Linked DNA regions of Mus musculus: region 2 is linked to region 1. The links are chromatin contacts, called in public promoter capture Hi-C maps. All regions are on one chromosome and are shown on one strand. Each heading gives the region's core, a stretch centred on a gene start, on an enhancer-like site or on the middle of the called end of the contact. The rest is flanking DNA. Distances are from core to core; before and after follow the strand shown.

Region 1 (4,036 bases), core at 1,131-3,630:
GGTTCCGGATATATCACCTAGTCCTTTCTTCTTGCAGCTGTGGGAGGAAGGAGAGATTGCGGACTTGCTCCTGGTGAAAATCCTCAGCTTTCTGGGCATCAGATGTAAAAGGGAGGAGACTTGGAGCAGCAGTGAGCAGCCAGAGTTGCCCCCCCAGGCTCTGGCTCCTCAGCCAGCACAAGCTTTGTCCCGGGTTTAAACTGTTTATCCACAGGTGGGGGATGGGGAAGGCCAGAGCTTCTGGCCCCGCACTTGCTGGTCACTCTGGCGTCCCACTGGAGTACTGGCTTTGCTGTCTATAGAGGAATTCTGCAACCCAACTGGTAAAATAGTCACAATAGATACATATCTAATAGTGTACAAGCTTGTTGGTTCTGATGTATTTTCTCCTTGAAATAAAATGGAAAAGAACATTCTCTACGGAACAATTAATTCATTGCTTTGGTTATTGGCGGTTGTCTTTGAGTGGTTCTCAAGACTTCTAAATGCTAATAGGTATCCTGCTAACTTGCTGGGACCAAGAATGACAAACTGATAGGTTTAAAGAACAGAAGAGCATTAGTGGTTGGTGGCACACACCTTTAATCCCAGCACTCAGGAGGCAGAGGCATCGGATTGTTTCGGTAAATATTAATTGGGGGTTTCTACCCCACCATAGATCCGCTAGTTCCCAAATAAAAGACATAAAACCTTTATATTTATAATAAGCCTTAAAGCACTAGAACTGGGCAGATATCAACCCTCTATGTTTTTTTTTTGTTTGTTTGTTTTTGGTTTTTGGTTTTTCGAGACAGGGTTTCTCTGTATAGTCCTGGCTGTCCTGGAACTCACTTTGTAGACCAGGCTGGCCTTGAACTCAGAAATTCACCTGCCTCTGCCTCCCAAGTGCTGGGATTAAAGGTGTGCGCCACCACGCCCCGGCTGTCTCTCTGTCTCTCTTTTTTTAATATATATAAATGTTTAATCTATCTATCTATCCATCCATCCATCATCTATCTATCTATCTATCTATCTATCTATCTATCTATCTATCTTTGGTTTTCGGAGACAGAGTTCCTCTGGTTGTCTGGTATAGCCCTGGCTGTTCTGGAACTCACTATAGACCAGGCTGACATTGAATTCAGAGATCTGTCCCTGAGTGCTAGGATTAAAGCTGCATGCAGCTACCAGGCTGGAATCTCTTCTTGAGGGTTGGGTTGCTTTGTTTGTTTGCTGGCTCTGTAGAGTCTTCCCTATAGGGCTGGTCAGTTTAAAGAAAAGACAGGATCACTGGCTGGCCTACAAGTGTAAGCCGGTCCTGATGTGGCCTTGAACTACTTGAGCCAGTCCCTGAGCAGGAGGCTGGCTGGGCTGGCAGGAGAAGAAACAGCCCATTTTAAAAGGTACCACCCGTTTTTAAGGTACCGGGCTTTTGTCTCAGCTCAGGGGGGTGTAGATGAAGCTGGCCATCATGGAAGCTCACCACCTTTGTCATCTACCAGAGTTTTTATCTAACTGCTACTTCCTTGCCACCAGCAGCCCTAGTTTGGCTTGAATGTCTGGTACAGCTTCTAGTATATATTGTTCCGCCCTTCCCCTCATCCACTGTACAGACTCTGGGTTCCCTGCCCCCAGTACATCCTACGCTTTTCTCTTGGCTAAGGGACACTGAGCCTTTTCAGGGAGCCTTCTCTCCCTCTCCAAGGACATCTGCAGCCACCTCAGGGTAAATCCTGTTTTGTCTTGGTGGTGCCAACCCATTTCCCTTGACAGTGAACATAAGGAATGGAGGTCCCTGACTTGATAACTCCGAGGATGGACAACTCCTTACTCGGAAATCCGCCTGCCTCTGCCTCCCGAGTGCTGGGATTAAAGGCGTGCGCCACCACGCCCGGCTCCCTTTTCTCTTTCTGTCCTTTTTCTTTCCTCCCTCCCTCCCTCTTTCTTTCTTTGAAACAGGGTTTGATGCCTAGAACGGTCTTAAATGAATCCCATGGGGGTGACCTTGTGCAGTTAGGCGTAACTGTGTGCTTTAAGGGCCTGGCGGCACCTCATCTTCCGTAGGACTTTTTGGCTTAGTGGCATGAGACTGCGTTAGCCCAGCAAAACCATCCTTGCTGGAATCTTTCTCTGGCCCCTGCAGCGATGCAGTTCAGGGCAACTCCTAGATTGCGGACTTGGAGCTTCTATTCGCAAGATTCTACTCTCCGCCCTCCAGTGAGGCCCCGCCTCCTCCCTGCCCAGCCAATCTGCGCCTCTCACACAGCCCCATCCGGGCCTCAGCGCCTCCACATGCACACGCCCCTCGCGCGGGTTGTCCTATCCGAAGTGGAACCTTCAAGATGTCCAATCAGAGCGCGCCTCTCCCGGGCTCCGCCCCCGGGCCTGGGTGCTCCGCTTACTCTGGACCCACCCCGTCCCCACCGGCCCGGTGGCGGAGGCGAAGCGCAGTTACCCTCCGGACCTCTGACCATGTCGCTGCAAGTGTCGAGGAGCTTGCGGGTTGTGGCCTACAGCCTGCGCACCGCCCTGACCTTCTGCTCGCCGCGGCCCTGTGTACCGAGCGCCGCCGCCGTCCGCTCACTGCGCACCGGATCTGCTTTGCTGTCGGGTAAGTGCAGGGCACGTGGTCACCGCTCCTGCCCGCCCTACTCCCAAGCCTCCTGGCCGGACCGACCTATAGCCCTACCCACGCTTCTCGCTCTTGGGATCCTGGTTCTGCGGCCTTTCTCCCTAAGTAGGCGGGAGAGTACAGGAGCAAACTTTGAACCCGGGGTAGAAAGGTGGAGCTGGGAGGGAAGGACGGCTGGACCCGCAGGTAAACCGGCCACTCGTGCCGGGCTGAGCTTGCTTTTAGGTGCACCGAGATCCTAAATGTGGGGAGCACTTAGGTTTGCTGTGGAACCTAACAGCAGTTTGTTTACGAGGAACTGCGAAGTGAAGTTAAGCAGAAACACATACTAAAATTTAGCAGAATGCATATACAGATGAATGAAAAGTCAGAGTAACAGAAATAAGCTTTTTACTCTCTCCCCCGCCCCCCGCAAAATCAAGCGTAGTGAGGAAGCTTTAGCTGTGAACTACAGACAGCAGGAAAAGTTCTAACGTCTGAGTCATTGATGTGTACTGGGGTTCAAACGAGCCTGGTTTGACGGACTGGAAATAGCTGGGAGACCTGCCCATTGTACGCGTTTGCACAGTTAGCTGGGAAACAGTTTTATGTGCAAGTAGTGGAGACCTTACTCAGGCAGCACAAATCGGAACGGCTGCTCTCAGCGAGTGCCGTGGGTCAGAAATCTGTGGAACTCAAAATGTTGATCACGTTATTCCTCGGTGTGGAGTGCCACGTTTCTTCCTTTCTTGCTAAAATTTCTCCAGTTTTTCACACACCAGACCGTTATTGACTGGAGTACAAGGGTAAAGAAATGCTCAAATAAGCAGTCCGTTTCAAACCAGGCATGGTGGGTGGCTTCCACCGGTAACCGTGTCAGCACTGCTGAGGTGGAGGATCGCTGTGAGGCCGAGGGCAGCTGGAGCTACATACTGAGTTCCAGGTATTTGGTTAAATATTGCCTAATGTGTCAATTCCCACGGTCTGCTTAACTACTCAGGTTCTTTTCATTTTTACCCTCTTTGAACTGGCAGAATTGTGCACACTTATTATGCAGGGTGCAGAGCCTTGTGCTTGTTGAAACACAGACATTATTCAATTCTGGTTTTTCCTCTTAGAGCTGTGTGGTCTCGGGCACAGTCTCTCAACTTCTCAGAACCCCAGTGCCCTGCATTAGAACAGTGGAGGCGAGGCAATAGCTACCTCAGAGTTACTGGGAAGTCGTCCTGTCACCTGCAGCTTGACATATTAGCAGTGAATAGTTTTATTAACTATTAGTGTGTAGTGCCAGATAGCACCACTGACCCATATTAAGCAAGCTATTGTGTTTGAGAATGCAGTATCTTCAGTTTCAGCTCAGATTTTCTGAGGCCCCAAACCATGGTGGGGTTTTGTTTCTGTTTTCTCAAGGCTGGGTTTCTCTGTGTAATCTTCCCTATTCTAGAA
Region 2 (4,036 bases), core at 876-3,375, 2.3 Mb before region 1:
CCCTCCTCCCCCTCCTCCTCCTTCTCCTCCTCCCCCTCTTCCTCCTCCTCCTCTTCCTCCTCCTCTTCCTCCTCCTCCTCCTCTTCCTCCTCCTCCTCTTCTTCCTTTTCCTCCTCCCCCTCCTCCTCCTCCCCCTTCCTCCTCCTCCCCGTCCTTCTCCCCCCTCCTCCTTCCTTTACCCCTCTTCCTCCTCCCCTTCCTTTTTGAGAAGGGTCTCCCTTGGCACAAGCTGGCTTTGAACTCACATATAGCCAAGCCTAGCCTGGACCACAGATCCTGCTGCCCCTGTCTCCCAGGAGCTGGGATTATAGGAGGGCGTCACTGTGCCCAGCACGTCTGTCTTTTTCTCTTTGGTAACGGGGATGGGACCCAAGGCTTCCTTTGTTCTAGGTACATGCACCACTACTGAGATGCAGCACCAGGTCTTTTAAAAAAAATGCCATTTTAAAAAAATTCATAATTTTAGCCAGACAGGATATTTCTCACTTTCCAAACACCAGGCTTTTTTTTTTCCTGGTAGGTTCCATTGCCCAGGAACGTGCGTAAGCGTCATACCTAGCTGATGATACACAAAACTGAAAACATGGCATGATCCTAATTTTAAAATGTATACATGGCTGCAGAAAGATCAGAAGGGAATATATTAAAACCCAAGTGGCGATTATCTCCCCAGGTAATGAACATTAAAATAATACCTTCTTCTGTTTCTAATTTTCTTTACAATAACCGTGAGGGCTATAATAACCAGAAAGGAAATGTTAGATTAGGAAGTTACACAGGAATTAAAGGTAGTTTCTTTTCAATTCTGTACTGCTCCCTTTTCTCTCAGCCTTCACTTTTTTGTTTTTACAACAAATTGATTTTTTAGTAAATTCACAGTCTCGTAACCAGCGCCATGCTCTGACTCTAGAGCACCCTCATTGTCCCCAAGAAGAGACCTTTGCGCTAACTCTCTAGTACCCACTGCAGGCCCTGGGCAATCGCCAGCCTACTTTCTATGGTTGATTCATTCCAGACATTTCATATAAATGAAATATGCAGTATGCAATCTTAAAAATTATTTTACATGCATGGGGTTTTATCTTTTACTTGCATGTATGTCTGTGCATCACATGCATGCAGTATCTGTGGAGGCCAGAAGAGGGCGTGAGACCCCCCTGAACTGGAGTTAAAGAGGGTTGTGGGCTGCCGTGTTGGTGCTGGAAACTTAAGAGCAGACTTTATTCTTAACTGCTGAACCATCTCTTCAGCCAATATGTGATCTTTTTTGAATCTTATTTTGTTTAATGCCGTGTTTCTGAGGCCCATCCATGTTGAAGTCCACCCCAGCATTGGTCCCTGATGGCGGAATCACATGCCACCATGTGGGTATAGCATGCCGTGTCTGTGTGTTCACTGCGGATGGGCGTTTGCAGTTTTCAGTTTTTGATTGTTACAGACAAGCCTGCTGTCAACATCTGCATGCAAGAGACCAGATTTGCACATGGGGGCAGGATCCCTAGCTCATGAGACCCCAAGTGACCCCTTAGATGAACAGGGTCCTTGGGGGTAGTTGGGTGGGCTGGTTTCAAAGACACAGAACAAAACCAGGTGTGGAGTGCACATCTGTAATCCCAACACTCGGGAAGTAGAGACAGTAGGGTCAGAAGTTCAAGGCCATCCTCAGCTGCATAGCAGATTCAAGGCCAGATGGGCTACGTGGATGCCAACACACAGACACACACACACACACACTGGGACACACACACAGACACAGAAACACAGACACACACTGAGACACACACACTGGGACACAGACACAGAGACACAGACACACACACTGAGACACACACACACACACTGGGACACACACACACTGAGACACACACGCACTGAGATACACACACACTGAGACACACACACACACTGGGACACACACACACTGAGACACACACACACTGAGACACACACACACACACACACACACACACACACTTCAGAATGTCAGGATCACACAAATCCTCCCAGAAGCTAACTCTGAGAAGTGCTGGGAAGTAGTAAGTTGCCCTCGTCACTGGTCCCACATCTGCCTGGACATGTTCTAGAGGCACACAGCGTAGGCTCCCGGGGAATCATGAGTTAACATGACTTCACATGGTGAACATCTGCCTGACAATGGGATACTCCCACACTCAAGGGAATAATCAACCACCTTGAGTGTTTTCATTCATTTTTTTATAGCAAAGGAATCGAACGGGATTGTGTGGAAAATGTGGAGGGCGAGGCTGCACTGGTCAGGCTTCCTGGCTCGTCAGAGTTCACCTCACATTGTAGACCTGAAGAGACAGCATTTCACATCTGCCCTGCTGGGTTTCCAAGGGCTTCAGATTATCAAGCCATATTGATAATCTTAATTATTACATCGATCTTATCACATCAACAATCAATCATATTAATATTGATAGAGATATTCATTTATATCGATAGCTTTGACAGGAAGCGGAGGAGGCTGGAGATACAGGGAAGAATGGCCTGCAGTGAATGACCCTACCACGCTGGGAAAGGTGCCAAGGAGGGCTGGCAGAGGGATGATGCTAAGATGCCGTGGGCTGAGCTGGTACACATGGGCGTGGCTGACAGTATTTTCACATCCCAGTCAATTTCTTGGCTATAAAAAAATGAGTGGAAATATTCTGTTTCACGTTATGGCTGGTTATTCCCTTGAGTGTGGGAGTGTCCCGCTGTCAGGCAGATGGTCCTTGGCTTAGCCCCACCTACCCAGTCAAGGGCATGTCCCTGATGGTGCTGATGATAAAGGAGACATTTTTCTAACATCTTTGTAGATGGGCTTGGAGGCCCCTTATTTCCTGAGGAAAATGCTCAGTTCATTCCCAGGGTGGTCACAGACAGCATCTCCATGTCTGGCTGAGACCCCAAAGACCCTACAATGATCAGTTAGGAAGATCAGTCCGTGACTCCACTCAAGGAGTGCAGCACTTAAATATCCAAGCTGTTTAGTTTATGTGTGCCTGGACATCGCGCCTCAGGAGCTGTACTGGCTGGCTTTGTGTGTCATCTTGACACAGGCTGGAGTTATCACAGAGAAAGGAGCTTCAGTTGGGGAAATGCCTCCATGAGATCCAGTTGTGGGGCATTTTCTCAATTAGTGATCAAGGCGGGAGGGTCCCTTGTGGGTGGTACCATCTCTGGGCTGGTGGTCTTGGGTTCTATAAGCAAGTAAGCTGAGCAAGCCAGGGGAAGCAAGCCAGTAAGCAACATCCCTCCATGGCCTCTGCATCAGCTCCTGCTTCCTGACCTGCTTGAGTTCCAGTCCTGACTTCCTTTGGTGATGAACAGCAGTGTGGAAGTGTAAGCTGAATAAATCCTTTCCTCCCCAACTTGCTTCTTGGTCATGATGTTTGTGCAGGAATAGAAACCCTGACTAAGACAGGAACCATTTATCTTGTCTCTCACTAGAACCTTGGTCTCGGGCTGGACTGGTGGGTCAGAGAGCCCCAGGGATTCGTCTGGCTCCACCCCCTCACCCCCCAGCTGTTTTAGTTGTGTCTCCTGCTGCTTTGTTAAAACACTCTGACTAAAGCAACTTTGTATCGAACAGTTCCTGGTCACAGACCTTCACTGCGAAAAGTCAAGGCAGCAGAACTTTGGTGCGGCTTTTCACTGCACGTTGCTGGTAGTCAAGAGCAGAGAGAACGGATGTGTGTCCTAGCTCCTCTGCTCTTACAGAGTCCAGAACCGAAACCCAGGGACTCGTGTCACCTACCAGAGGTGGGTCTTTCTATCTCAACTAAAGTAATCAAGACGAGCCCCCACAGACATGCCTGGGGCCATCTTGATCTAGGAAATTTTTCATGGAGACCTTCCAGGTGATCCTAGATCATATCAAACTGACAAAGCTAACCGCCATTGCTGTGCTGGGATTAGAAGCACACAGCACCATGCCTGGCTGTTTTTACATGGGTGTTGGGGATTGACATCATGATCTTAGGTTTGTGCTGCAAGCAAGCACTCTTCTGAGCCATTCCCGTGCTCCCCC

What was found. Promoter capture Hi-C pulls out the DNA fragments that hold promoters and counts their contacts.
Region 2: a contact with region 1 is called in a promoter capture Hi-C map of hippocampal neurons, with 3 times the contacts expected there. The contact joins the enhancer-like site here to the promoter of Gcsh in region 1. A contact is called at or near these places in 3 of 39 promoter capture datasets (hippocampal neurons and liver) and 1 of 115 datasets of contacts at active chromatin or transcription factors (astrocytes).

Annotation. Positions count from the first base shown.
Region 1 is chr8:116,991,842-116,995,877 of GRCm38.p6, reverse strand. Gcsh (glycine cleavage system protein H (aminomethyl carrier)) reads left to right here and starts at 2,380. Exons shown (of 5, transcript NM_026572.4): 1 at 2,380-2,590. The coding sequence starts at 2,452. It overlaps Pkd1l2 (polycystic kidney disease 1 like 2), which reads left to right. Exons shown (of 43, transcript NM_029686.4): 43 at 38-199. The coding sequence ends at 199.
Region 2 is chr8:119,302,955-119,306,990 of GRCm38.p6, reverse strand. The region is part of intron 11 of Cdh13 (cadherin 13); the gene reads right to left. Among named protein-coding and RNA genes, the nearest start is that of Hsbp1, 40 kb to the left of the region's middle. Within about 2 kb of position 2,125, at least 15 of the 459 cell types and tissues checked have an H3K27ac peak or open chromatin away from gene starts, as enhancers often do. A contact at or near this core is called in hippocampal neurons, where this site is marked.